Regions from separate parts of the Mus musculus genome. Here region 1 is linked to region 2. A link is a contact called in public promoter capture Hi-C data. All regions are on one chromosome and are shown on one strand. Each heading gives the region's core, a stretch centred on a gene start, on an enhancer-like site or on the middle of the called end of the contact. The rest is flanking DNA. Distances are from core to core; before and after follow the strand shown.

Region 1 (2,849 bases), core at 248-2,747, 46 kb before region 2:
TAAGTGCTTTGCCTTAATCTGATTTTTGTGTATTTTAAATCCTGACTCTCTCAATAAAAAGACTTTACAAAGTAAGGCTCTTTCCAAACGGTATACCAAAAGTAATAGAAGTCCAAACGTGGACTCTCCCAACTAAACAGTGTTTACTGAGCACTACGACCCAACCTTGGACTGCTCAGTGACTGGTCTGAGCTTCCTTCACTGCTGTTCAACCGGCAACTCCTGCTCTTACAGCCCTTCTTACAGGAACACATATTCCATGGTGACATAGCAGACTGAGAACTCAATGAATGCCGAGATCAAACAAGACTGATGTCCCCATGGAGACTAATCCACCCCAGGATTTACTATTCAAGGTTTTTCTGAAGCATTCACGCACAACTAATGGGCAATGAAAACTGTCAGGGAAGATGACCCTAATTTTGAACACAGCTAAGAAGGTCTTGGGAGGAATGATGAATAGTTCTACTCGCTGAAGGAAAGCTAGCTAACCCAGCAAGAAAATAGCTTGAACTTTTAAGATCCCCAAACTAACTCAAGTGTGTGCAGAAAAATCTTGAACAAGACAAATCTGTGGCTTTTTTCTATTCAGTGTTTGAATTTCTACTTTAAGCGTGCTTTCTTTAGTCTCAAAATCCACTTTTACATTTTAGTCACCCTGGGGTCCTATAAAGGAAGACTTCAGTGACTGTCATTTCATTTCACAAAGCAATACACATCTCCAATTTCTACTGTCTCAACAATCACGTGATGCCCAAAACCTAACTGAGGAACGTCAACCTCCTGACCAATCAGCTTCAGGAGAACTGTCTGGCCACATATGCAAGATGCTTGCATTGTACTCACCACAGCAAACTCAAGACAAGAAAGGATGTCTTCAGTTCAACTGTTGGGCCTTACTGGCAGCTCTGCCCGAGCCAGAACTGCCCAACAGGCCTTAGATGCAAGGGAAGGGAACAGCTATCAAAGGACAATCTAGTGCTTTTGTTCCAGATTTCTAATTGGTGCCTTTGAGTAATAACACTCCCAAGTCAAGTGTATGGGACACAATCTGAAACTATAGGATTCTTTCCTTACATATACAGCTACAAGAAACAAAACCCTGCTCCTCTCTGGTTTGGCCCAGTGGTTCAAGCCACAGCCCTGTCTTCCTCTTCTGATTATCATTATCACCAACAGACTGCTGGCCATCACCTACAAATAACTATGTTTTCACTAGGTCCCTCCTGCTTCCTGCTTTACCTCTTCAAATAAAGCTGGGCCTAAGTAATAGACTAAACCAGGTAAAGCTTTGCTCCCACCAGTTCACTGGCTGGCCATCTCCACAGCGCTCCAACTCATGCCAGCTCTCAGCACATCTGCTCCTCAGGGTACTCCACACTTAGGGAAATTATCCAAACTCCAGCTTAACAGCTCAGCCCCTTCCCTTCATGTCTCCATGGCTTCTTTCAATTCTCTCCCTCCCACCACTTCTCTTTCCAAATTCTGGCCGTTAGCAATACCTTACCACAGGAAGCTGCCTCACACTATTATGCTGACATAAGAGAAGTGAAGTCCCTGGGTCCTCCCAGAGTGTTTGCCTAAGTCTCTTCAGAAAGCCAAGCAGTTCGCCATTCAAAAAATCTTGAAAAATGGTTTGAAAGCTTTTATTCATGGCTTGTTAGCTAATATTATGAGGATTAATAAAATAATGCTAAAATATTAATTAAAGCATATCAATTTCAATACTGATAAGTCACAGAGAGGAAAACACAGCAGAGTCTGCGTCTGACTCATGTCATCTATTACAGTCTCTCTAAGATCATCCCTGCTCCTTCTGATTGCAATGACCATTCACCAGCTGACAGAAGTAAAATTCTTTCTGGCTTCTGGCTATTATGAATAATGCTGGTATAATCATTCATGTATGATTATTTATGTGGATACATATTTTTATTTCACTTAGGCATAATCAAAAGAAGTTTTGAAATTATAACGTTAAATATGATATTTTGAAAAACAACTGAACTACGGCTCTACATTTTGTTTTCCTATCATCAAAATAAGAGAGTTCTAATTTCTCTACATTGTGCCAATCTCTCTCTGTCGTTTGATTCTATTCATTTAATGAGTTCATGGTGATTTTTCTCTGGTTTTAACTTCCATTTCCCAAATGAATATCAACAGACTGTTTCTCTGGTGTTTTCTAGACCTCTGTCTCCCCTGGAGAAGCACAACATTGAGTAACTTACCCACATTTAACTAGGTTCTACTGCTGTTATTAGAGTGCTATTGTATTCTGCTGGTTCTTGATGCCAATTTAATTACATTCTCCATCCTCTTCAATTTAGTGAACTTTGTAAAATACTCCAGAATATGCTCTGGCGTGGTGTACTTGAAAATGTACCGATTTGAAATATCACAATGAAGCCCATCACTTTGTATGCTAACTTAAATTTTAAAGGGGGGCAGTGAAGGAGATGTAGTTCAGTAGCAGAGTACTTGCCTGGGCTATTCCATGCCCTGAATCCAATCTCTAGTACTGGGAGAAACAAAAAAACAAAGAGGAACAGCTGGGAAGCCAGTTAAAGCAGGAATGCTTTACAAATGAGCCATGCTATCTGTAGTTTATGACTTGCTTGACTTCAAACGTGGCTTTTTGTCACTGAGGAGTATAGTATTGATAGACACCAATTAAGTAAAACTGTGAGCACATTGTTCAAGCCTTCTAAATTATCTCTAACTTCATCTAAATGTCCTCTCAAAGTATCAAGAAATTGTCCTAAAATGTTTAAGTGTCACTGATTTGACAATTTCTCCTTCTCCTTCACTTCTTTTAGTTTTTATTTTTACTTTGAAGGTGTTATTTT
Region 2 (2,700 bases), core at 86-2,585:
TAATACTGGCAAATATTATAGTCAGAATATAAAAATTCTGAAAAAGAATAGTATCTCTATCACTCAAAGTGAGCCACTGTCATTTGATGTGCTTTCTTGGCCTTATTTGGGCTTTATTGGACCGTATTCCTCTCAGCTGTCACGTGTACTCGGCTGTCATCTGCATCCTGTTTATTTAACCCTATGCTCCAAGCGTTTTTTTCACTTAACTGGTCTTCGTAATCCGTGCATCTAACGATTGTATAACTGTCTACCCAAGGCCGCGGTTCACCTAATAATACACTTTCTCCTAATAAACACTTTTAATGCATCCATAAACCAAAATCCCGTGCACAGCCAAACCACTAAACTGTCTTTCAAAACGGGTAAATCTCTAACCTAAATTTATAGTCAAGTTACCTTGCTTCCACCTGCAGGATTATTCTAAACCATCCATCCTAGATTCTGTATTTGCCGATCATGACACGGCAGACAATAAGTACATATTCGGCTTACAAACAAATCTTCCGTAAGAAACCTGAATCCTAGCCCGGTGGTGATGCACACCTTTGATCCCAGACCCTCGGGAGGCAGGGGCAGGCGGATCTCTGAATTCCAGGCCAGCCTGGTCTACAGAGTGGATTCCAGGACAGCCAGAGCTACACAGAAAACGTTTGTCTCGAAAAGCCAGAAAAATAAAATAAAATAAAAAGAAAAGAAACCTAAAGCCTGAAGGAACACCGTTATTACGGTCTTCAAGATGGATTGGCACAATGACATGGTATAAATCCCTGATTTAAAAAAAAAGTCGAGCAGGTATTTTATCAAAATATCAAGCCGATCTCGGTTTCCAGTACGTTCTCCCAGACACTTTCTCCAAAATGACAGCGAACAGGTGTGCACGCACACGCCCCTCTACACATGCAGCAGGGGGCCTCGGCTGCCGCGGGGATGGATGCAGGGCGGCCGTCAGCTCCCAGGAGCCTCCCCATCTCCCTTCCCGTCTCCCAGAGCAGCCGCTGAGGGAGCAAGGGTGGAGGACACCCGGCTCTTCACGACGCTCCCCCAGGCTGCGGCCACCCAAGACCCTCACAGAGCCCGAAGCACACGCCCGCCGGCCGAGCTCGCTCACCATAGGAGCGACTGCCCAACTTGTTCTTGCAGTAGCCACACTGGAAGGAGGTCTGGCCCTCAAAATACTCTACAAGGCTAGGTGAAGGCGCGCTCCAAGAAGCCATGTCCGCGACCCCGCCGCCGCTGCGCCACCCAGTCCTACGCAGCCGCCGCTACCGCCGCCTTCGCCTCCACCACCCCACAATGCAACGCGCGCGCCTCCGAAGATCGCGCGAAGCCACTCGAGTGCTCCCGGGCTGGAAGGACCGGACGCCCTACGTCACTGACGCCGCCCGCGCCATGTTGACTGCGGGCAGCCGTCCGCTAGTTCCGTTCCTCCTCTGTGAGGGGCGGCTACCCCCTAGGGAGGGCGAGGGCGGGAAGACCGGGATGGAAAGGAAGCCGGCTGAGGAGAGACCAATGGGACCGGGAAGCTGGAGTCGGGTGACCAACGGCCTCAACCCGCGCGGCAGGCCTGCCAGGACGTAGCGAGAGCCTGGCTGAAGCCGGTAAAGGCGACCTGGACGGCGGGACACTCACCACACGACGTCTTGCCCTCCCTGGACTCGCAGTAGCCGCAGTAGTAGCCGGCCTTCAGGCCCTTGTATTCCACCACCGAGGCCATGGCCGCCGCTGTGGGCTTGAGGAGCGGCCACGCCTCTCAGCGCGGGGAACCTCGGGGAAGGGCCGAGAGCGCGGGGGTTGCCGGGTTCGCGGCTCTCCGCCGATCCCCGGTCAGGCCACTGGCCGCCAGCCTGGGTTGCAGGGGTGCGTCTCGGAACCCAGTGTTTAGTGGCCAGCAGGTTACTTGTCCAGTCAACAGCAGTCCTTGTCACTGACGCGATCTCTCAGCCCGCTTTACAGATAGGGAAACTGAGGCTCCAGGTTGGGATTCACCCGGTCATTTGCGCTCTGTAGTTGAAGGTTAACCTCGAGTTCTGCGCCTGACCACCTGTGAGGAACGAGGAGCCGGAGCTGGCTTGATAGAGAGGGATCTAGAATCCAAACAACTCTGCTAGAGCGGAATGTCCAATGACGAAGCGACACTTTCCTCTTTTAAAGGGAGTTTTAAATATCACTCAAAAAGAATTTTTAACTCTTCAGGCTGAACATTTACATAATCTGAATTCACTCCATGGGTCTCCAATTTGCAAAGAACGTGTTTTAGGGAATGAGGTTGTGAGGCAAAGTGTAAAAATAAAGGCATGCTCCTACCAAGATAATATTCCTTAGCTTTCTCCTCTGCGTACACAGATGTTTAAGTCTGTCTGGCATAATTTCCATAGTCGACAATATGGTGAATTCCTTTTTGCAGTGTCTAGAAAGTGCAATCAGGAAACTTTTTTTTTTAATTATGTTTGTGGGTGTTTAGCCTGCAAGTAGATATGTGTACAACCTTCATCCAATGCTGGAGGCATCCAGAAGGCATTGTAGACCCTGAAACCTTGACGGGCAGACAATTCTGAGCCACTCATGTAAGATTGAAAGGATGGAAAAATACAGCCTCAACTCCAGCCTCCTAAGAAGCCCTAAATACCACAAATTCCAGACCCTGCTCCCTGCCAGTATACAGGTAAAAGGTCACACTTCCGTGCTGTTCCAGGGCCC

The links. Promoter capture Hi-C pulls out the DNA fragments that hold promoters and counts their contacts.
Region 1: a contact with region 2 is called in a promoter capture Hi-C map of the HPC-7 cell line, with 2.4 times the contacts expected there. The contact joins the enhancer-like site here to the promoter of Ate1 in region 2. A contact is called at or near these places in 8 of 39 promoter capture datasets (the 3T3-L1 cell line, 3T3-L1-derived adipocytes, the C10 cell line and 4 more), 1 of 15 datasets of contacts at CTCF or cohesin (CD8 T cells), 4 of 484 Hi-C or Micro-C datasets (the AML12 cell line, the G1E-ER4 cell line, embryonic stem cells and 1 more), 4 of 115 datasets of contacts at active chromatin or transcription factors (the SCID.adh cell line, cardiomyocytes and embryonic stem cells) and 2 of 9 other capture datasets (adipose tissue and pancreatic islet).

Annotation. Positions count from the first base shown.
Region 1 is chr7:130,472,579-130,475,427 of GRCm38.p6, forward strand. The region is part of intron 8 of Ate1 (arginyltransferase 1); the gene reads right to left. Among named protein-coding and RNA genes, the nearest start is that of Ate1, 46 kb to the right of the region's middle. Within about 2 kb of position 1,498, at least 22 of the 459 cell types and tissues checked have an H3K27ac peak or open chromatin away from gene starts, as enhancers often do. A contact at or near this core is called in the HPC-7 cell line and myeloid progenitors, where this site is marked.
Region 2 is chr7:130,518,245-130,520,944 of GRCm38.p6, forward strand. It overlaps Ate1 (arginyltransferase 1), which reads right to left and starts at 1,336. Exons shown (of 12, transcript NM_013799.3): 1 at 1,112-1,336. The coding sequence starts at 1,217. It overlaps Gm4275 (putative uncharacterized protein ZNRD1-AS1), which reads left to right and starts at 1,347. Exons shown (of 4, transcript XR_869987.2): 1 at 1,347-1,601.